Linked DNA regions of Mus musculus: all the other regions are linked to region 4. The links are chromatin contacts, called in public HiChIP or PLAC-seq and promoter capture Hi-C maps. All regions are on one chromosome and are shown on one strand. Each heading gives the region's core, a stretch centred on a gene start, on an enhancer-like site or on the middle of the called end of the contact. The rest is flanking DNA. Distances are from core to core; before and after follow the strand shown.

What was found. Promoter capture Hi-C pulls out the DNA fragments that hold promoters and counts their contacts. HiChIP or PLAC-seq counts read pairs in DNA pulled down with a chosen protein or histone mark. Capture Hi-C pulls out chosen DNA fragments and counts their contacts.
Region 1: a contact with region 4 is called in an H3K27ac HiChIP or PLAC-seq map of embryonic stem cells, with 8 times the contacts expected there. The contact joins the promoter of Jam2 here to the promoter of Bach1 in region 4. A contact is called at or near these places in 3 of 39 promoter capture datasets (cranial neural crest, embryonic stem cells and liver), 5 of 115 datasets of contacts at active chromatin or transcription factors (all in embryonic stem cells) and 1 of 9 other capture datasets (embryonic stem cells).
Region 2: a contact with region 4 is called in a promoter capture Hi-C map of liver, with 7 times the contacts expected there. The contact joins the promoter of Gabpa here to the promoter of Bach1 in region 4. A contact is called at or near these places in 6 of 39 promoter capture datasets (cranial neural crest, embryonic stem cells, erythroid cells and 2 more), 4 of 484 Hi-C or Micro-C datasets (B cells, CD4 T cells, muscle stem cells and 1 more), 6 of 115 datasets of contacts at active chromatin or transcription factors (astrocytes, embryonic stem cells, extraembryonic endoderm stem cells and 3 more) and 2 of 9 other capture datasets (adipose tissue and liver).
Region 3: a promoter capture Hi-C map of liver shows a contact between it and region 4, with 6 times the contacts expected there. The contact joins the promoter of Scaf4 here to the promoter of Bach1 in region 4. A contact is called at or near these places in 7 of 39 promoter capture datasets (HPC-7-derived erythroid cells, embryonic stem cells, hippocampal neurons and 3 more), 2 of 484 Hi-C or Micro-C datasets (the G1E-ER4 cell line and embryonic stem cells), 2 of 115 datasets of contacts at active chromatin or transcription factors (astrocytes and large pre-B cells) and 2 of 9 other capture datasets (adipose tissue and liver).
Region 5: a contact with region 4 is called in a promoter capture Hi-C map of liver, with 7 times the contacts expected there. The contact joins the enhancer-like site here to the promoter of Bach1 in region 4. A contact is called at or near these places in 3 of 39 promoter capture datasets (embryonic stem cells, hippocampal neurons and liver), 1 of 484 Hi-C or Micro-C datasets (the G1E-ER4 cell line) and 3 of 115 datasets of contacts at active chromatin or transcription factors (embryonic forebrain, embryonic stem cells and forebrain).
Region 6: a contact with region 4 is called in a promoter capture Hi-C map of liver, with 8 times the contacts expected there. The contact joins the promoter of Mrpl39 here to the promoter of Bach1 in region 4. A contact is called at or near these places in 5 of 39 promoter capture datasets (the HPC-7 cell line, liver and pre-B cells), 2 of 484 Hi-C or Micro-C datasets (B cells and uterus), 2 of 115 datasets of contacts at active chromatin or transcription factors (astrocytes and pro-B cells) and 2 of 9 other capture datasets (adipose tissue and liver).
Region 7: a promoter capture Hi-C map of stem cell-derived epiblast-like cells shows a contact between it and region 4, with 11 times the contacts expected there. The contact joins the promoter of Sod1 here to the promoter of Bach1 in region 4. A contact is called at or near these places in 9 of 39 promoter capture datasets (the 3T3-L1 cell line, cranial neural crest, embryonic stem cells and 5 more), 1 of 484 Hi-C or Micro-C datasets (myocytes), 4 of 115 datasets of contacts at active chromatin or transcription factors (astrocytes, embryonic forebrain, embryonic stem cells and 1 more) and 1 of 9 other capture datasets (adipose tissue).

What each region holds. Positions count from the first base shown.
Region 1 is chr16:84,772,686-84,775,385 of GRCm38.p6, reverse strand. It overlaps Jam2 (junction adhesion molecule 2), which reads right to left and starts at 1,263. Exons shown (of 10, transcript NM_023844.5): 1 at 833-1,263. The coding sequence starts at 899.
Region 2 is chr16:84,833,795-84,836,494 of GRCm38.p6, reverse strand. Gabpa (GA repeat binding protein, alpha) reads right to left here and starts at 1,371. Exons shown (of 10, transcript NM_008065.2): 1 at 952-1,371. It overlaps Atp5j (ATP synthase, H+ transporting, mitochondrial F0 complex, subunit F), which reads left to right and starts at 1,473. Exons shown (of 4, transcript NM_001302214.1): 1 at 1,473-1,686.
Region 3 is chr16:90,283,241-90,285,940 of GRCm38.p6, reverse strand. Scaf4 (SR-related CTD-associated factor 4) reads left to right here and starts at 1,438. Exons shown (of 20, transcript NM_178923.4): 1 at 1,438-1,938. The coding sequence starts at 1,909.
Region 4 is chr16:87,697,651-87,700,350 of GRCm38.p6, reverse strand. It overlaps Bach1 (BTB and CNC homology 1, basic leucine zipper transcription factor 1), which reads right to left and starts at 1,397. Exons shown (of 5, transcript NM_007520.2): 1 at 1,295-1,397.
Region 5 is chr16:90,195,568-90,198,267 of GRCm38.p6, reverse strand. It overlaps Gm35714 (a long non-coding RNA gene), which reads left to right. Exons shown (of 3, transcript XR_003951898.1): 2 at 220-378; 3 at 471-955. Among named protein-coding and RNA genes, the nearest start is that of Gm35714, 6.9 kb to the left of the region's middle. Within about 2 kb of position 1,342, at least 40 of the 459 cell types and tissues checked have an H3K27ac peak or open chromatin away from gene starts, as enhancers often do. A contact at or near this core is called in liver, where this site is marked.
Region 6 is chr16:84,733,889-84,736,588 of GRCm38.p6, reverse strand. It overlaps Mrpl39 (mitochondrial ribosomal protein L39), which reads left to right and starts at 1,345. Exons shown (of 10, transcript NM_017404.5): 1 at 1,345-1,435; 2 at 1,976-2,182. The coding sequence starts at 1,372.
Region 7 is chr16:90,219,397-90,222,096 of GRCm38.p6, reverse strand. It overlaps Sod1 (superoxide dismutase 1, soluble), which reads right to left and starts at 1,335. Exons shown (of 5, transcript NM_011434.2): 1 at 1,168-1,335. The coding sequence starts at 1,239.

The sequences.
Region 1 (2,700 bases), core at 14-2,513, 2.9 Mb after region 4:
TCATCAACAACAACAACAACAACAACAACAAGGACTTCCTCACTTAAAAATAGATAGTAATTTCCTACCTTTTCCTAAAAAGTTAACGCGAAGAAAACAAAAATCAAATTTCAAATCACATTAGGCCAGCACCCGCGCAAATCCTCTTTCAAAGTACCCAGAGAAACTAAACTGGCTTTGGGACGCCTCCGCAGCTATGCCAGCTGCCAGCTCGCTCATTCATCGCCTGCGCCTTTCTAACAATCCTAACAGCCAGTCCCGCTGGCTGGACATCCCCTGAGGACACGGCAGCTGGCTGGAGCGGACAGACTTCTCTAAGCCGGTTTTGCAGGCGTAAAGGCGAAAAGCTACTGGGGCTCAGCTAATTTCACCCCGCTACCGCCTCTAAAGTGCTTTACCCAGCACCTTGCCCGGGGCAGCTGGGACCGTAACCACTGATCCCTCAGCCGCAGCTACTTAAGAGTGGCCTTCGCCAACCCCGGATGCCATCTTTCTTGGGCTCTTCGCATCTTGAATACTTAGAGAGTTTTGCATTCTGATCACGTCCCGGTGTCTTTGAAAACTTCCTCGGACTTTGCAAGGAGATGAGGATCGTCTGTTTTCTTCAATTCTTAACTGCCCAGATCCAACACTATTTACAAGACGCACAGGACTTCAGTCTCCCTGCCCAGAGCCTGCCCTCATCCAGATTACCCTCCGTGCTCCCAGACTGCAAAGCCTGGCGCCCCGAGACAGACCCCCTAGCACTGAGCGCCATGCCTGCAGGCGAGGGTCCCGGAGGCTGGTATAGCCAGACCGGAGGGTGGAAAGGACTGTTACCCCAGAGACTTACAGTCCAGGGCGACGATCAAGTAGTGTAGCAGCAGCAGCATCAGGAGGCCTTGGGGGCTCCTCGCCATCTACGCGGGCGCCAGCTGGCTGCCTAGCTGAGGGTCCCCCTGCAGGAGCGCGACAGGCGGCTGGGTCTCCCAGCACTTCGCCCGGCGGCGGAGCAGAGGAGGTCCCTGAGAGGTGGAAGCAGAGGGGCGGGTCCTGTCCCGATGTCAGTCTCTCCGGTCTGGGGTGTCTCCAGCGACTGTCGTGGGGGCAGGTCTTCTGGCCCTAGGACGTGGTGTCTGGGACAGTCCTTCTTTTGAAGGGTGGAAGAGGGTTGAGGGGAGGGCGTGGACGCGGGACGCGGTGTCCGCAGGGTCCTAAGCGAGTGGCGGCAGAGGACTAGCCTCTTGAGGGAGAACCCTGCAGGTCGGCCCCCCGCCCCCAGACTGATCCGCTTTGTGTCTAGTCCCGCGCTAGGCTGCCAGCTGTCCCCAGGGCGAGGAGCTGGGGGCAGGAGGAGCGCAGCCGGGTGGGATGGGCAGGGTGTGTGTGTGTTGGGAGCGGTAGTGGCTCGGTCTGTCTCGCCATGTCTCTCCTCTTGGCGCAAAAAAACTTCCTTTTCAGTGTTTTGCCTAGCGTGGGAGATATTTTTTGGAAAATTTCTATCTAGCGGACAAAACCGCTGGCGAAGCGCTCTTAAAGTATAGGGGCATGAGCTCAGCCCCTGCCTCTAGAAAGGGGGGGTGGGGAGGGGCGGAGGGGGCGGGGGACAAAGGCATCACTCAAGTTGCAAGTCAGGTCCCAGATTTTATCATCAGGCTTAGCCTCTTCTGGCTTCAAGTCCGTCCTCCCCGTCCCCCCAACCCCTTAGAGAGTTAAGGTGTGTTCTGGGCTCTTGGCTTCTTAGTTGTCATCTGGAAGTTCATCTAACGGTGTGAAATATTTATCTTGTTTCTTCCCCGTTATGTAACTGCCGCCTGTGGAGTTTTCCACATGTTAAAACTCTACAGCTGCCCTTTTGTCAGGTTTATTTTTGGTCTCATGTGCTTTTAAAAGGGAAATCCATTATGAATGCTCCAGTGCGTGCTTTAAAATTGACCCGCACTTCGGAAGCGTGCACTTGCAAAGGCGATTTTCACATTTCCTCTCCAGAACTGATGGCTGGGGCATTCAAGAAAATTGACCCGTCTGTGTAAAGGCCGTTGTCAGGTGAAGACATTTTTTAAAATCGTTTTAAATAAAGCTAAATAATAAATAATTATGTGTAGAGGATGGCTGATTTAGTGGTGGACCACTTACAAAGAATTGAGCCAGCCTTGCGGACAAAGGCTTAAGATATACTTAGATATGCAGAGCTGTGAGGAATGAGGCATCCCCACTGTTGCCTGGGCAACAGTGATGAAAGCTTTGGCCCTCATGGGGAAGGGGAGGGGACAGAAGACCCCTGAGGGCAAGAAAAGCAAAGTTAAAAAAAAAAAAAAAAAAAAAGGCAAAAATGGAGCTGGTAGCCCAAACTCACAAACAGTAAGGGAGTAAGGGTGTCATCTAACTTAAGACTTAAGGCAAAAAAAAAAAAAAAAAAAAAAAAAGACTTAAGGCCTGTGCTCAGAGACAGGTTAAGTCAATTGTCCTTGACAATCCAATTAAAAGAGTCAAATTAGTCGTGAAAACTGAGAAGAGAAAGGGAGAGATATTGATTGATTGATTGATTGATTCGATATAGCCACATTGTAGAGTTCCAGTGAACCCCAAGTCTGTCTTTGGGGCCCTGAAGTGAGATAAAATACAGAGCCAAGGATCCACACATCCATGCAGCCCACATCTAAGCCATTGTCTGGTCTTCAGTCTCGTCCTATAGGGTGGTAAGACAGGTTCTTAGAACCA
Region 2 (2,700 bases), core at 122-2,621, 2.9 Mb after region 4:
TATTTTGCTAGGCAAGGTAGTGCACACCTTTAATGCCGGCGCTCAGAAAATAGAGGCAGATAGGCCTCTAAACTCTAGGCCGGTCTAATCTACATAGCAAGTTCAAGGTCAGCCAGGCTAGAAAGTGACACCCAACACAAACTTACACGTACCCAGACACCACTTATAAGGTGCGCATGCGCACTTGTGGAGGTCAGAGAGCAGACAGTTCTCTCCTCCTTCCATCTGGATTCCAGAGGCTGAACAGTCTGGCTCGGCAGCAAGTGCCTTTACCTGTCGAACCATCTCACTGGCCTACCTAAGGATTTAGTTTCAAATGACTGTTTGTCATCGTGAAACGATGCGCTGGCACCATTCTCTATGCTGTGGACCCTAAGGGTGGAATCCCCTAAACTCCATCGTTGTGTTCACTGCACTACACCAACCCCCAAAAAAGGTCGGGGGGAGGAGTGGGGGAAGTTGGCAAGGTACAGTAACTTTCACTGACATCTTCGGGAAAGACGCAGAAAGTCATCCTATGCATTAGAACGATTGCACCGATGCGACTCTAGGACAGTTCCAGAAGGGCAATCGGTACTGCTAGTGCGGGGATGGCTGACTCGGGTGACAGACAGGTCTGGCATCTTCCCGAGAGACCCGGGAGCGCCCGGGGCTGTGCGCTCGGCCAGCGCGCCGAGCCTGGACCGCGCCCGTGCGACGGGCGACTCCGCCGCGTCCCGCAACGCGGCCCGGGCCACGCCGCTCCCCGCGCCCCTCCCCTCGGCTTCCCGCACAGCCTCTCCCGCCCCTCCCCACCAGGCTCCCTCAAGTCTCCACGAACGGAAATGGGAGTCGCAGCGCCGGGGACCCAGCGGAAACAAAACACAGAGGCGGCCGCGGGGGGGGACAAGCCCCGGAACCAGGCCGCCCGCGCGGGCCCGCGCTCCCCGCCAGCCCGCGTCCGCAACTCACCAGCTCCGGAATTCGTCCCGTGGCCCTAGCCCGCGCTTCCACAGCCGGCTGGGAACGGCGGCGGCGCGGGCTCCAGGTACAGCGCCTCTCCGGGCGAGCCGCGCCGCTCCCGCGAGTAGCAGGGTAAGGTCCCGGGGCCCTTCCCGTGGAATCGGCGCTAAGGAACCCCAGCCCCTCTCCCGCCTCCCAGGCACCCCCGGGCCTGGAACTACAACTCCCAGCAGGCTGCGCGGCCCGAAACGCCCGCGACGACGGGGCTCACGAGGCACAAACGCCCCCCAGCCGCTTTGGTTTTTTGTTTTGTTTTGGTTTTGGTTTTTACGCGCTCCTTTGTACCCCCACCCTACATCCACCTCCCCAACCCCAAGGATCGGGACGCTGACTCCGAAGGGAGCTTGAACTAGGGGACAGGCCAGAATACGCATGCGTACAGTGCAGTGTCTCCAAGAGGGAAAAGGGGGTGAAGTTAAAGTGTAGGAAAGATGGCGGAGTCTTAGCTGAGGGACCCGGAAGCACTTACCCTCCACTTCCTCCTCCTGTTTGGCTTCTGTCTCACCTAGAGGCGTCCGGTCGCAGACTCCCTTCGAGGCGCTTCCTGTCCGGTGAGCGTCGAACGACTGAAGCCGCGGCCCATAGTGCCTTGCGATGGCGGGTAGGCGTGTGTAGGCGGAGCCAGGGCCGGAAGTAGAACGGTGGCGGCGGCGGTGACTCTGGCAGCTCGGGACTCAGTGCAAGGTGACTGGGAGGGTAACTGGGCTAGCTCGGCCTCCTGGGACTGAGCTTCTGGGTTTCTTCACGAGGAGAGAGGGCTGCCCGTCACCTTTGCCCTGGGAGTAGAGCGCAGCCCCGTGTCCTTGGCACCGTCCTGGCCTGGCCTGGGGTCACAGGTGACCTCGGCCCTGCTGGGTATTCAGATTTGCCTTACGCTCACTAAATAAGACCGTGAATGCTCTCCTGGGAGCAGAGCGGGCCGACTCGAAAAGCAGAAAAGACGGGGTGGTGAGCCTGCAGCCCGCCTGGGGCAGCCCAAGGTCACGGCGCGCCACAGGCTTGTGAATAATGCAGGCGGCGATCGAGCCTCCTAAGACAGGAAAGGGCGATGGTGATATCCTAAAAGTTTTATATCCAATCTAGAAGTCATGCTTTGTCGATTGACTTTATGATTAGATACTCACGAGCAGCAAAGGGACTAGCCTTCGGCTAGGCTGGTCAGTCAACCGCTATAAATAGGAGAGCCGTGCGCCTTCCCAAAGCTACACCTCTGGGTTTGAACTTTGATTACCCCACCCCCACCCCCACCATGCTTTCCCCAATATTGTTACTATCAGACCTCTAACAAGCAGCAAGCTAGTGCAGGATATTAATTCAGTACGGAATTTGTCCCAAATGGTGTTCTACACTTAGGATGCCATTTGTCTTCCGTGTGATCATGAACAGATCGCATTCTCTATTTAATCTGAAAAAGTGAAAGGCAGTGAAGGAGAAACAACAAGTAGTTTTGGTAAGAGAGAATGTGGTCACTGTTAGAACGATTGAGTAGGACTTAGGAGGTGAGTATACATGTATGTTTGGGGTTCAGAGAGTACGCTAAATTAGACGTGGGGATTGGAAATCATTGTTTGGGATGGTGCGTTATTGAAAGTGAAAATGTATTTTCCCTGTCTTGTAGAAGAAATGACCGTCTTGGCAGTTAGATTGGGAGCAGGTTGACTGTGGAATGTTAGGTAAACAACCTTCTTTAGACATATT
Region 3 (2,700 bases), core at 189-2,688, 2.6 Mb before region 4:
TCTTGTTAACCACAGCTATCCTATGGAGAGGCATTTCCTGATCCTTACCCTGTCGGAGTTGAACCCACAGCCTTGGTTAGGGCTGAGATTTTTCTTTTTCTTTTTTTTTTCCGAGACAGGGTTTCTCTGTATAGCCCTGGCTGGTCTCGAACTCAGAAATCCACCTGCCTCTGCCTCCCCAGTACTGGGATTAAAGGCGTGTGCCACCATGCTGGGCCAAACACCTTGTTCTTAAACACCTCTGCTCCTTGTCTGTCTGACTTTTCAGCTCCTGTTAGCTGTGCAGTATTGAATCCCAGGTATCTACCTCCTCTCAGCCATTTTCCTGGACTTTACCCATATCGCAAAAGCCCTCAGTTAACTATCCCAGGGACAGCTCAGATGGCTAGAGCCCGAAAAGATAACCGTCTAGCCAGATAAACTTGGGCATGGTGGTTAACTGAACTAGGCTGACTTAAATGAGGACACTGTTCATAGGCATTGACAAAGATTAGCCATTACGCCCTCAAACTCATTCCTTCCTTAAATTATTACCAAGTTGACGCAAACCCAGCACTCATGTCCTTCAAGAAGCAGTGTGCATCTTCCCTCCGGAACACCATTCTGTCTTTCCTCCAGTGCCTGATACCTTCAGCCTCATCATCTCCAGGGCCCGAAGCCATGCTGTTCCTGGCCCCACTTTCTTCCGCATGCATACTTTGCAGGATGTCAACCTGCATGATGCCCCCTTAAGAACAAAATCCTAACTCTGCTAGGATCTGGTCTCGGTAGGGCCAGTTGCTTTCCCTAAGTACCAGCCGGTTGTCCTCCAAGGAGAGGTGATAGCACAGCGCGCAAGGTCCAGAGGGCCCCTCCTTTCTCGAATTCTTTTAGGATGCTCGCCCTTTTCTACGGGAAGTAGTCCCCAACTTCCAGTACGAGTCAGGCCTTCTAGCTTTTATACTCATGCTCCACAAAAGTGAGGTTTCTACAGAAAAACTTTCATTTTTCACACACCCAACAGACAGCGGTCGCAGCGCGCGGCAGGCGGTGAGAACTCAAGTGAATCAGAACACACTTCTGCCGAGAGCGACCCAACGGGGTTTGGGGAGATTAGCGTTAGGGGTTCAGGAGCCCAGTCCTCGGAAGTTGCTCAGGGCGTCCACCAGGTCCGCACGCAAGTCGAAGCAGGGGACTTGGAGACTGCAGACGCTCACCCTCCGCGCTTTGTTTGTCGCAGCAGCAGGGCGCAGTCCTGCCCGGACACAATGCACCCCGGGAGCCGTCGTCCGGATCCTGAGCCCAGAAGACGGGAACTCTCCGCAGCCGCAACCGGCGGGAAAGCGCGCGACAACGCGCGGTCACACGCTAGCGGCTCGGCGCCGGTGGGGCGCGGAGGGGCGGGGCGTGGGCGGAGCCAAGCACGAGCGGGGCGGAGCCGGGCTCAGGAAGCGCTTGGAGGCCCGAGCTGTCCCAGGGTGCTTCGCGCGGCGTGCACTCGGGTCGCTGCCGCCATCCTGCTGGCGAAAGAGAGGAGAGAGACAGAGAGGCCCGCCCGCTCGCCGGCCGGGCCAGTGTGGGCCAGTGCGTGAGGGAGGGCGCGGGGGGCCGTGTCAGCGCGACGCAGAGCGCAGCCGCCGCCGCCAAACGGACATGTTGGAGCCCCGCGCTGCCGCCGCCTCCCATCCCTCCTCCGGCGCACGGGACTGAGCAGGGGCCCGCCGCCTCTGCCTGCGCTCGACCGGCCCAGCCTCGCCGCCTCGGCCGCAGCCCCTTCCTGCTCGGCCTCCGCCGCTCGTCGCCTCCCGTCCTCCTCCCCCTCCACGCCCAAGGGCCCTGCCGGCACCCGGCCCTACTCAGCCGCCGCTCCAGGTCTAGGTGACCGGCGGGCCCGGAGCAGCCGCAGCCGCCGCCGCAACGCGCGCGAACATGGACGCCGTCAACGCCTTCAACCAGGAGGTGAGGAGTGCTTGGGGTTAGGGCTGGTGCGGGCCACGCCGGGGCCGCTTCTCTCGCTGCCCGAGGGCTTTCGAGCACCGAGTCCGGGCGGGGACGCTTCCTGCCCCGGTTCCGGGGCAGCGGGCCTGGAGCCGGGGAGAGGTCGCGGCCACCGCCGGGGGCTGACCCCGCGCCCCTCCCCCGCCAGTGCCCCTTCGCCCCCTTCCGGCCTGTGCCGACTCCCGCTTCTTCAACGTGGCCCTTATGCTGCTCCCGGCCCCGTTATCGGCTTTACGGGGCCGGGATCCCGCCAGGGGCTGCAACGGAGCGCTCGGCCGACTCAGGGGCGGGAGTTCCCGCGAGTCCCGGGGCCGGCGTAGCAGCCGCCTGGGTTCTCCTGTTGCTCAGGCCGCGGCGCTGCGCGGCGGCCGCTGGACTCTGATCCCGGTTGGCGGAGACTTAGAGAGGGTGTCTGCCCTCCCACCTCCTGGATTGACACGCTCACAAATGAACATAGAGCGGTAGTTCCCTTGGCCTTTCTATCTAGAACGTGCCCTTTCTGTACATCGTGACACCTAAAAAGTTGAATGGGAGAGCAAAGTGTACGCCCCATTTAGTCCGCTAGTAAGGCTGCTTGGGTCTCCACCTGCTCACCCTCGCACCGCCCTCTCGGGGTACTTAATCCTCAGCTCCCTTCCTCAGGGACATTTACATGTGAAAACCTCCCCAAACCGGGAACAAAGCTGCCTGCCGCCTTAAAGCTCTCTAGTTGTATCTCTGATC
Region 4 (2,700 bases), core at 148-2,647:
CCGCAGTAGGCCACGAGGCTGCTGTTTAAACACCACCTCGGTGTTCCTTGGCCACGTCTTAAGCACGCTCTACCACGTCAGCCACTGATTACCTGGATCAAAACACACAGCCCGCAGCTGGACCCCCTCCGGCCTCCTGAAGCCACCCCTCGTGTGTGCAGCTCAGCCTTTTATAGTGGAGGCATGTGATGCGCGTATCTGCACCAGCTGTTCCTAATTACCTCTCAGTCTGGGGTGAATGACTCAGCAACACAAACTCTTTTAAAGAGTCACCCTACCTTGTTATCCAACCAACGTAGCGAACAAAGGGAAGCCACTTGACAGATCCGACGGTTAAACAACAAGAGGCGATCACTCCTCCAAAGCTACCCAACTCCAAGATGACTCACCAGGAGCCTTTTTTCCTCTAGACTCCCTTACGATGTCCAAAGCCAGAAGTGGCAAGCGCCTTCAAGCCCAGCCCAGAGCTTGCACCACTACCACAAGAGCAGGAAGAATAGGCCAACCCATACCTCTTCCCATTTCTCTGAATATTTGTAGAGCTCAAAAGCTCGGCCACGAACAAAAATCTACAGTGGTCATCCTTTAATCTTTCTGAACTGCCTTTCCTGCAAACCCAGTGAGCTGAGAGGAGTGCTCAATGCCTAAACAAAGACCCAGCAGGGGCATCGTCCTCCAAGGCTAGCAGTCACAACTCTACAATTCTCCAAAAGGAAAAAGAACAGCATCCTGAAAAAAAAAAAAAAAGTCTTTGTTCTTCCAAGCCTGTCTGGGGAGCAGGATTTTCCCACACGCGTTCTTTCAGAATTACTACTACGTCTGCCTTGACTCAGCGCACGCTGAACATAGAGAGCTCACTACATAAAAGCCATCGGCGCAATTCCACTAAATGACACCAAAGTCCCGGAGAAGATCGAAAACGCGCTGGCCCTGGCCCTACCGGACACGAACACAAAAGCTGGTGTCGTTAACATCGAGACCCACTCTGCCTATGCTGTGCGAGTCCACATTACAAACGTGCGCCAAGCAACAACAAAGGGAAGCGCGGAGCGCCCGGTAGTCCCGGAACCCCGGCCCGCTCGGCCTTGCCCCCGCAGCAGGCGGAGCGGGACGCGGCCCGCGGCGGAGCGCGGTGCAGGGCGGCGCCGGCACGGCCGGCCCAGAGAGTCCGCGCAGCGCGTAAACAGCGCGCAGCCCGCCGCCCCTTCTAGGCCCGCGCGGCCGCCCGCCACCAGCCCCGGTGACCCCCGGAAAGGACGGAAGGACGGCACCGCGCACCGCCCGAGCCACTTACCGGAGCCGAGACGCGGCGCGGCCCGACTGCAGGCGGCAAGCGGCGGTCAGGTGACTCACTCCCTCTGCGCGGACAGCCGCCCGTCTCCTCCCCTGCGCTCCGTTCCTCTCCGCCACCACCGCCAGCGCCTCGGGGCGCTAAAGCCCCGCCCCCGGTTCCGCCCCCGGGCCCCGCCCCGTAGCTGAAGCCCTGCCGAGCTCCAGGCCACGCCCTGCCTGGAGCCACGCCCCGTTCCAGGCCACGCCCTCCGCTAGTAAGAGCCTCTCTATTTCGCCTCCTGCGAGCTCCGTGTAACGTTGTGGATTGTATTGCTGAGCGCCAGGCCTCCAACCGCGTCGCCCTATCTCTGCCTTTGGTGGCAAGGTTACACGTCACGGAAGACCACCTCTTCCTCACCTGCTGAAGGCAGGGAAAAAAAAAGGCTGACGCCTCCACGCCCCCAGGGTTTTTGTTCACACAGCCCCTCTCCCCCCTCCCCCCCCCCCACACACAGATTAGATAAGGTCTTCTGCCCCACGCCCCCAAACCTCGGAAGCTCAGTTCGGCCAAGCTCCTGGGCTGCTTTCCTGTAGGAGCACAAAAACCAGGTGTTTGAACTTGCTGAAAAGGGTGTATGTCAACATCTGTCTGAAGCTCCGCAGGACTTTTAGGAGCAGATTCTGAGAGGGGGAGGCTGCTGCCCCTCTGAATGATCACTAGCTTCCCTTCTAGTTGTTTGTGTCCTTGAGGCCCTTCCTCGAAAACCGCAAGGCAGGTAACCTGGAGTGTGCTTTGCTCATTATAACCCATTAATATGCATGCTTCCCCGATCAAATCCCTTTACTCCTTGTGCTCAGCCAATACTGCTTTGAGAGTTATTCTTGCGCCCTTCATACTTGCCTGAATATAAGCTGCACTCTTATCTGCCTAGCCACGACGGACTGCATTCACCAATGGGCAAGCACGCTGTACTGGGCTTCATATCCGGAATATTGTACTGTCTGGCAGCCTCCTGTTGTCCCTCTACGCTGCACTACCAGGAAACATGGACGCATCCGTGTCTGGTCATGTCAGACGTCTTCCCTCAAGTCCTGGTCATGCTTTCATCCTCTGCTACTTATTGGGGTGTTAATCCAATTGTTCGTTTCTATTTTTTATTATGTTCGCTGTTGTTCAAGGCAGTGTCTTTACGCAAAGCTGCATGCACTCGTGGCAGGGCTTATCAGTCTGGAGAAAGAGAGGACTGGGCTGGCCAACCTGATTAAAAATGAGGAAGGAATTACCACCCCTGAGGCCAGTAGCCCTGGGAGGACTTGTAGGAAGAAATAATGTTGCTGGCTTTGAGTTCCAGAGGAAAGATGTAGAAAAATGGGAAGCCCCAAAATGTATGTGCTCCTTAAACACACACAGACAGTGCAAGGGCTCCA
Region 5 (2,700 bases), core at 93-2,592, 2.5 Mb before region 4:
CTGGATATCCTGTCTAAGTTCTTGGGCCTTTTCTCAAACAAAGGATTGACCACCTCTTCTGTTTCCTCACGATGGGGGGTGGGGATCACCTTCTTCCCCTTGGCCTTCTTCCCCTTGGGCATCTTGCTTGGCTGGAGGAGAGGGAGTTTGTTTGTTTGTTTGAATTGTTGTCTCATGTAGCCCAGGCTGGCCTCAAACTGTTGATCCTCCTACCTCCAGCTCCAAGGGCTAGAACTGCTGGTGTGTGCCGTCACGCTGGGCCTTTTCCTCTTGTGTATCGCATGGCAAACCACAGAGCTTGGTTACAGACACACAGATCATGACTAACGCAGCTCCAGTCACCTACCCCACACCCTAAGTCGAATGCTGCTCTGCCCTGTAAGTATCCTCCGCTCCACCCTCCACCGTACAGTCTGGGGCCTGGTTGAGGGCTGAGTCTCCCTTCTCAATCTTCTCCGTTCTCCCAACAGCACCACCCTCTGGTGACCAGGCTGCTAACACAGGCGTCTTTGGGAGGCGGTCCAGAGCCCAGCGATTTTCCCTGGAAGATTAGAGGCGAACTGAAATCTTAAAGGGGCAGAGGGTAGGCTCAGAACTAGGGAGAAGAGAAACGTGCCAGGTCCTCCTTGAGGTCAGTCCAGGTTGGGGCAAAAGCGCACCACTGCCAGTTCCTCCAACCCTCCACACGGCCCCAGCGTTTCCTCCGATCTCCGCCCCGCCCACCTCCGCCCCGCCCCCGCTCCTGCTCCTCCAGATGATAAGCCTTGGCTTCCTTCCTGTTGAACTTTGCCCTAGTGGTGGTGCGGTCCTTTCCCACTACCAATATAGCAAAGATAAGAAAGTGAGTACAGGGGTGAGCCCACACCGACTGCACAGGCTGCAAGCCGAGTGAGGTTCCCTCACTCTGAATGCAGCTTGACACCACAGTTGGGTTGGCTTTTCAGACTCCCCCCAACCCCCCCCCCCCCAACCCCGAACTTGCCCTAGGTGTCCTCTGTGCAATCAGTCAGGAACAGGACTGGAACCAGCAATCAATGGGCTCCAACCAGCACTTTGCTTCTACATGGACAGCACAGAGAAAAACTCCAGACGTGACTTCTCTGTCCTTGGAACTTACTGCATTTCTGTCTTCATAAAGTTCACCTATGTGTCCCCTGTGCCTTGTCTTCCCCTTCTGGGATGTTCACATTCTATTTCCCAGTCATGTTTTGTAGTCAAATTGGATTTCCCTTTCTGTGGGCACAGAAACTCACATAAATCCAATGTGATGGCCCGCAGGGCACACACTTACAACAGTGGGTTGCAGAGAGAGTAGATTGTGCAATAAAGAATTCTAAACCTTTGTCCTCAGCTCCTGGGAAACCATATCTCGACTCTTGGGATGACCTGTCTGATAAGAGTGCTGTTAGCTGTACGCCCTTGCGTAATGCCCTATAGTCTAATTTATGGTGAGAGATTTGGACAAGAAATATCAGCCTGACCCCGGAAGTGATTAAAAACTGAGGAGACCAACCGATGGGTCAGCTGCCATGTCCATAAGACTCAACTGTGGCACACTTCTGCCCTGTGCCCTGTCACACTCACTCACACTGTAGCACACTCCTGCCCTGTCACACTCACTCACACTGTGGCATACTCCTGCCCTGAGACTGTCACACTCACAGTCACACTGTGGCACACTCCTGCCCTGTACTCTGTCACACTCACAGTCACACTGTGGCACACTCCTGTCCTGAGACTGTCACACTCACAGTCACACTGTGGCACACTCCTGTCCTGAGACTGTCACACTCACAGTCATACTGTGGTACACTTCTACCCTGTGCTCTGTCACACTCACACTGTGGCACACTCCTGCCCTGCACTCTGTCACACTCACAGTCACACATTTTTTCCAAAAACATTCAATATCACCTAAGACTTCGCTGGTTAAGGACGCAGGGAAGCTTTGCATATGAAACTGTTTTTCCCTCCTTGGATGCTGTCAATCTTTGTCCTTTTGTTTTTTAAAAAAATCATAACTGTAAATATAATTGCTGCCATGTCGTGAACTACTGAATGTAGAAGTAGTAGTGAAACCCTGGCCCTTACTGTCATGAGACATGAGAGAGATCTTGGGAACCAGTGCCCAAAGTCTTTAGTCTTGGGCTAGGACTCTGAACATGTGACTCTAGTCTTGGATTTTCCACTTTCCAGGTAAGCCTTTTGCTCTCTCTGAATCTCCTCATTTCCTCCTTACTGGGAAGACATTATCTGTGTGCCTCCAGGAAGAGGTGCTGTGGGGACTGAGACAGAAGTGGCCAGCTCCATGCAGATGCCATGGTTCAGCACAAGTGTACTGCTTGCCCACTTATGTAGAGGCACATTTGATGACTGTGGCCATGAAGAGCCCATTCCTGTAAGCTGACTAACCACTTCTCTTGTCTGGGGGGAAGAAAAGGAATTGAATATTCCCTGAAGAATAATACTCAAAGCCCAAAAAAAGCCCCTTGTTGGAATTAAGGCCTCTGGGGGCATTTTCACGGTGAATGCCAGCTCTGCACATACGAGAAAACCCCCGAGGTTAGATCAGTTACACTGCACTTGTTGTCCAGCAGAACGGTAATGCCATTGTGTGCTTAGTCTTGAGAATACAAAACAATATGAGGTCTGTAGAGTAGACAAGGAATCCAGGAATCCGAAACGGTATGACAAAGCAGA
Region 6 (2,700 bases), core at 96-2,595, 3.0 Mb after region 4:
GCAAAATTACTTTCTGCGATAGTAGACGCTCCAATCAGCTGTGTGCAGATGTGCTTATGATTAATTTTTCTCAAGCTAACGTCCAGAGGATTGTTTTAAATGTGGCCGTGAACTATAGTTTTCGGGGTGGGGTGAAATGGACACAATCTCTAAAAGCTGTGAAGCTGAAAGCTTTCAGGGGAACCATAGAACATTTAAGGAAGAAACACACATGCACGCTCACACGCGCGCACACTTTTCCAGAGTTGATTTAGAACTTCTATTGTTAGGAAAAGGTGTGTTAAGTAGCTAAAGGCTTCTCCAGCTCCTACCTAAGCCTTCTTGAGGAGGGATTGCAGGCATCAGTCACTATTCTCGGCCGAGGACTTTACATGAGATAGGCCAGTACAATATTGAATGGTTGAATCCAAATTTATACTTACATGTCTTGCCTTAAAGATGAGGAAAGGTCTTAACACTTTCCCTATGCAATTGTAAACATGTATTATTTGGGCCAAGGAGACAGCACATTTGTGTGGCATAAAACATAGCATTTGTGACCGAGCTTACCCTTCCGCCTGGTGGCAGTGTGTGCTCCACCACAAGTTAAAAGTAGGGATCATGTGAAAATTCCTGACTAAATTTATAAAACTATATTGGTTCATTGGTTCAGCTTTGCAGAAGTAAAGAATGCTGCTCCAACGGGAACGTGCTGGCACCACAAAGGCGTTAGATGTAGCAGTGTGTTTTTACCAACCGTCATAACAAATATTTGCTGAGCTGCCAAGCACGGTTTGCGTTTCTGGGATACATCCAGGGACGAGACACAGATTCCCGGTTACTCCGTGCAGTCGTGCCTAGATCATTCGGAAAAGAGTTCTAGGACGTTCTTTGCAAAATCAACACGACGTGTTTCCAAGAGCCCAGGAACGTGGCCGACTAAACGGTGAACCGGGTTCAGCCCCACTGCAGCCGACCTGAAACTCACTTTTGCAAACCTCTTTTATTTCCACCCTCTAGAGTTGTACCCGGCGTGGCTGGCCAGACTGTCAAAGACGTAACGCAAAGAGTCCTCCTCTAATTTTTTTCTGCCGGGAATCTGGAACCCTCGTGAGACAAAGGCGCCTGTGTGACTCCTCTGTCCAATAGACACTTCTGCGACTCCTCAGGGCAGCCGGTCGTCCCCGAGCCAAGGACAAGACTCGCAGCGCGGCCAAGGGTGAGCCATCCAAGGAGAGGCGCGCATGCGCCCCCGCGTGGCTCGGCGCGCTCCTAGCATCCGGTCCCGAGCTGATCAGTCCTACGGAACCTCCGCCGCGGGTTCCGCGTTTCCGGGGGAAGAGGGACGAGAAGGACCGGGACGCCGAGCTACCTTGGCTACTTCGGGAAGCCATGGCTACCGCGGTGGGAAGGCTGGTTCTTCGGCGGCCCGGCGCGGGCGGCGGGGCTCGCTGGAGTGAGTTTTTTGTGTTCCCGGTGTGGGAAGACAATCTGGGGTGCAGGAATCAGGGAAAGAGAAGGGATGCGGGCATGGGCGGCTCTTGTGGGGGGTTTTAGGAGCCCCAGTCTTCGGCAAACATGTCCCCATCTCCCAGGGAGTGAGGACTCGCGCTTGCCTAGCCAAGTCCCTTGCTTTGGGGTGTGGAAGAAAAGTTCAGCATTTCTCATGCTAGCTATTGATCGTTTGGACACGGGGATTCCGCCTTCCTGGAGCGTTCTCCTCCCCTCCAGACCGTTTCCAACTACAACTTTGCTCTCCTTCCCAATCGAGTCTGGTTTTAGGACGCCACTGAGGAAATCGGTGGTGATGTGAGAGTAAATCAGAGCCCAGCGTTTTTGTTTTTTGTTTTTTCGTTGTTGGATCCTAAATTATTAACATTATAAAGTGGTTCAAGTTTGCCTCAGTCGAATTTTTGACTTATGTTCTGCAAAATTCTACCGTTTTCAATACTTGTTACAGGTCCAGAGTAAACTACGTACTTTGCTTTCTTAATAGGATTTATAGCGACGTCGCCAGCTGCCGAGCTGTCACCCACGGAGCTGACAGAAATGCGGAATGATCTGTTTAACAGAGAGAAAAGCAGGCAGTTATCGTTAACCCCCCGAACGGAGAAGATCGAAGTTAAGCATGTTGGGAAAACTGATCCCGGCACTGTCTTCGTGATGAATAAAAACATCTCAACCCCTTACAGTTGTGCCATGCGTAAGCAGCAGAACAATGTTGACCATTTTACACGCGCTGTGCAGAGCACTGCAGAGGGGAACATGCTGTCATTACTTGGCGAAGCTGTAGAATTTATTTGCAGCCATTTTGCCACCCACTGTCCCCTTTGTTTTGTGGGTACGGTGGGTATCGTAGCATTTCTCTGCTGTACAGGTTGTCTCCCTAGTTTGTCTGAATATGACTATGTAATATGCATGTTCTGGGAGCATTTATCTAGCAGGTCTCATTAAAGTATTTTGAGGGTTGTTTTTTTGGTTTGTTTTGGTTTGTTTTTTTCTTGAGTTTTCATTTATTCTACCTTTATCTTTTTAGTTTTTTTTTTCCCCCCGAGTATATGTCTCATCTCCTTCCTACTTGTCCCATGTTGTGGTTTTATCTAGTATAGGTACTAAATGTGTGAATGGAAACATAAGTATAGTGAATGCTGACGTTAATTGTTTTGTTTCTATTGTTAGAGAGGTCGTTGGCTGTAAAGGTACTGATAGGATTTGGATAGG
Region 7 (2,700 bases), core at 86-2,585, 2.5 Mb before region 4:
AACTTTTGCAACAGAATAAGGGAATATGAACTTTGGGTAGAAAAATCTGATTCTGAAAAGTTGGCAACAGGTTAAATCAACCAGCTTTGATTACAACTGCCAATCTGGAATGCTTAACTATCGTTTCATTGGGTACAAAGGGCACCAGCGATGTGTAGTTTGCAGCGTCACAAAAATAGTGCGAGCTGCTCTGGCATGGCATGGTGGAAGATGACAGAAACCCACACACAGGGGTAAGACCCAGCCGAACTTCGTCTTTCTCACAGTGAATTACGTGGGGAGGAGAAAAAGACAAAAACAAAAAACTTCCACAGGAAAACAACAAAACGCATTTCAATGCCAAGAAACTGCTGGAAACGAGGCTAGTTACGAAAAACTCTAAATTGCCGTTATCAGTTCTCGTCGTAAACCAAACACTTGGGATTCACTATGGTGTCTGCCTTCTCACACGTATGTCCACCACTTCAGAGAGCACATAACGCTCATTTATCAAATATTCTCTCGGGATTAAGGTGAATACAACAACGGTAACCTCCCTAAGGCTCTGGACACAACCTTACCACACACATCTTCCCTGTGACGCATGTGTTTTTGCAGGGTCACAGTATTTTCGAAAATATCTCTATGTACTTTTCCAAAATGTGCTCAGAAACTCGCTGTGGTAGAAAAAACCCACAGCCGGGTCTCTCTCTGGAGTGCAAAGCAAGGGACGGCTGTCCAAGGCCATCTCTTTCTTTCCGCCTTGCGACACGACCCTGACCTAGTACAGAACAGCCCAGGACTTTGCTTTAAAGTGCCGCAAACGCGTCCTGCGGCCTTAGTCCGGTCTGGCACCACCGGGTTCAAATATTCTTACAACAATCGCAGCCGGTGGCCACGGGGCTCTGAGCCTGTGGGACACGGACACCGGAAAAGCAGCAGCCCCAGAAGGATAACGGATGCCAAGCCGGCTCTCCCGGGCAGGCCCAGCCGCTCCGGGGCGCGGGGAGGCCCCCGCCCGCCCGGAAGGCCCCGCGGCGCCCCGGGCCTCGCTTCCCGGCGCCCAGCCCCTGCCCCAGGCCACGGTGACTCAGCACTTAGCGGGCTCAGGCCGTGGCGGGGGCGTGGCGTGCTCCCGCACAGGTGCGCCGCGTCACCGCGGCCTGCGCCCCGCGCCCCGGGCCTTGCCTTCTGCTCGAAGTGGATGGTTCCCTGCACCGGACCGTCGCCCTTCAGCACGCACACCGCTTTCATCGCCATGCTTCCCCGGGAGACGCGCGGCGGCCTCCTCCGGAGGGACCAGAGAGAGCAAGACGAGAAGCCGACGGACGGAAGGCGCCGCAGGAAAGGACCGCGCAAAAAAACGAGGCCCTGGCGCCACGGAGCTTTTATAGGCCTGAGTCTGACCACGCCCACCTTGGCACGGAACCAATCGCTACCCGCGGCCTCCGCCCGCCCTTCGTGGAGCTCCCTGGCCGCGGGGCACGCTGGGGGCGGGGCGGAGGGTAGCTCCGGCTCCTGGAGCGTGCGGACTGAGAAAGTTCCCGAGGAGCCTGAGCGGGGAAAGTCGCTATTGTCTTCTAACTGTGACGTCGGCCGAGTCGCCGCGGAAACCGAGAACACGAGGCCCGCGTGCGCGCCTGGAAGGTCTGAACCCACTGTGTCTGGAAATGCGGATTGTCACTGACTTTGCACAGCGCGCCTCGGTTGCAGTGTGAAAGTTGAGATGCGCCAAGATGGATGCCCAGTGTCATTTCCAGCTTTATTTTCTCATGATGTCTAAAATGTGTAAAGCCCATGTTCTATCTCTAGACACACCCCCGTTTCTTACTTATTTTTTACTTCTTTTATTTTTGTTACTAGAGCTGGAGATTAGACAGTCCCCACCCCCCACCCCGCCCCCTGCATGACAGACAAGTGCTCTGCCAGTTAAGACACACACACACACACACACACACACACACACACGCAAAACACAAGAAAATCAAGAGGAAGGAAGACCAACGTGTGGATACTTCATTCCTCCTTAAAATAACGAACAAAATACCCATGGACGGAGTTACAGAGACACAGTTTGGAGCTGAGACAAAAGGATGGACCATCCAGAGACTGCCCCACCTGGAGATCCGTGCCATAATCAGCCACCAAATGCAGACACTATTGCGTATGCCAGCAAGATTTTGCTGAAAGGACCCTGATATAGCTGTCTCGTGTAAGGCTTTGCCAGTGCCTGGCAAATACAGAAGTGGATGTTCACAGTCATCTATTGGATGGAACACAGGGCCCCTAATGGAGGAGCTAGAGAAAGTACCCAAGGAGCTGAAGGGGTCTACAACCCTATAGGTGGAACAACAATATGAACTACCCAGTACCTCCGGAGCTCGTGTTTCTAGCTGCATATGTAGCAGAAGATGGCCAACTCGACAATCACTGGGAGGAGAGGCCCTTGGTCTTGCAAATTTATATGCCTCAGTACAGTGGAATGCCAGGGCCAAGAAGTGGGAGTGGGTGGGGAGGGGAGCAGGGGGGCGTGGTATAGGGGACTCCCCAGATAGCATTTGAAATGTAAATGAAGAAAATAATAAAAATTTGAAAAAAAAAAAGACACACATACCTTTTTAAAAATATCACACTGTGTACCTTTGGCTCTCATGGAACTCATTGTGTAGAACAGACAGGCTGACCTTGAACTCACAGAGATCTCCCTGGCCTCTGCCTCTC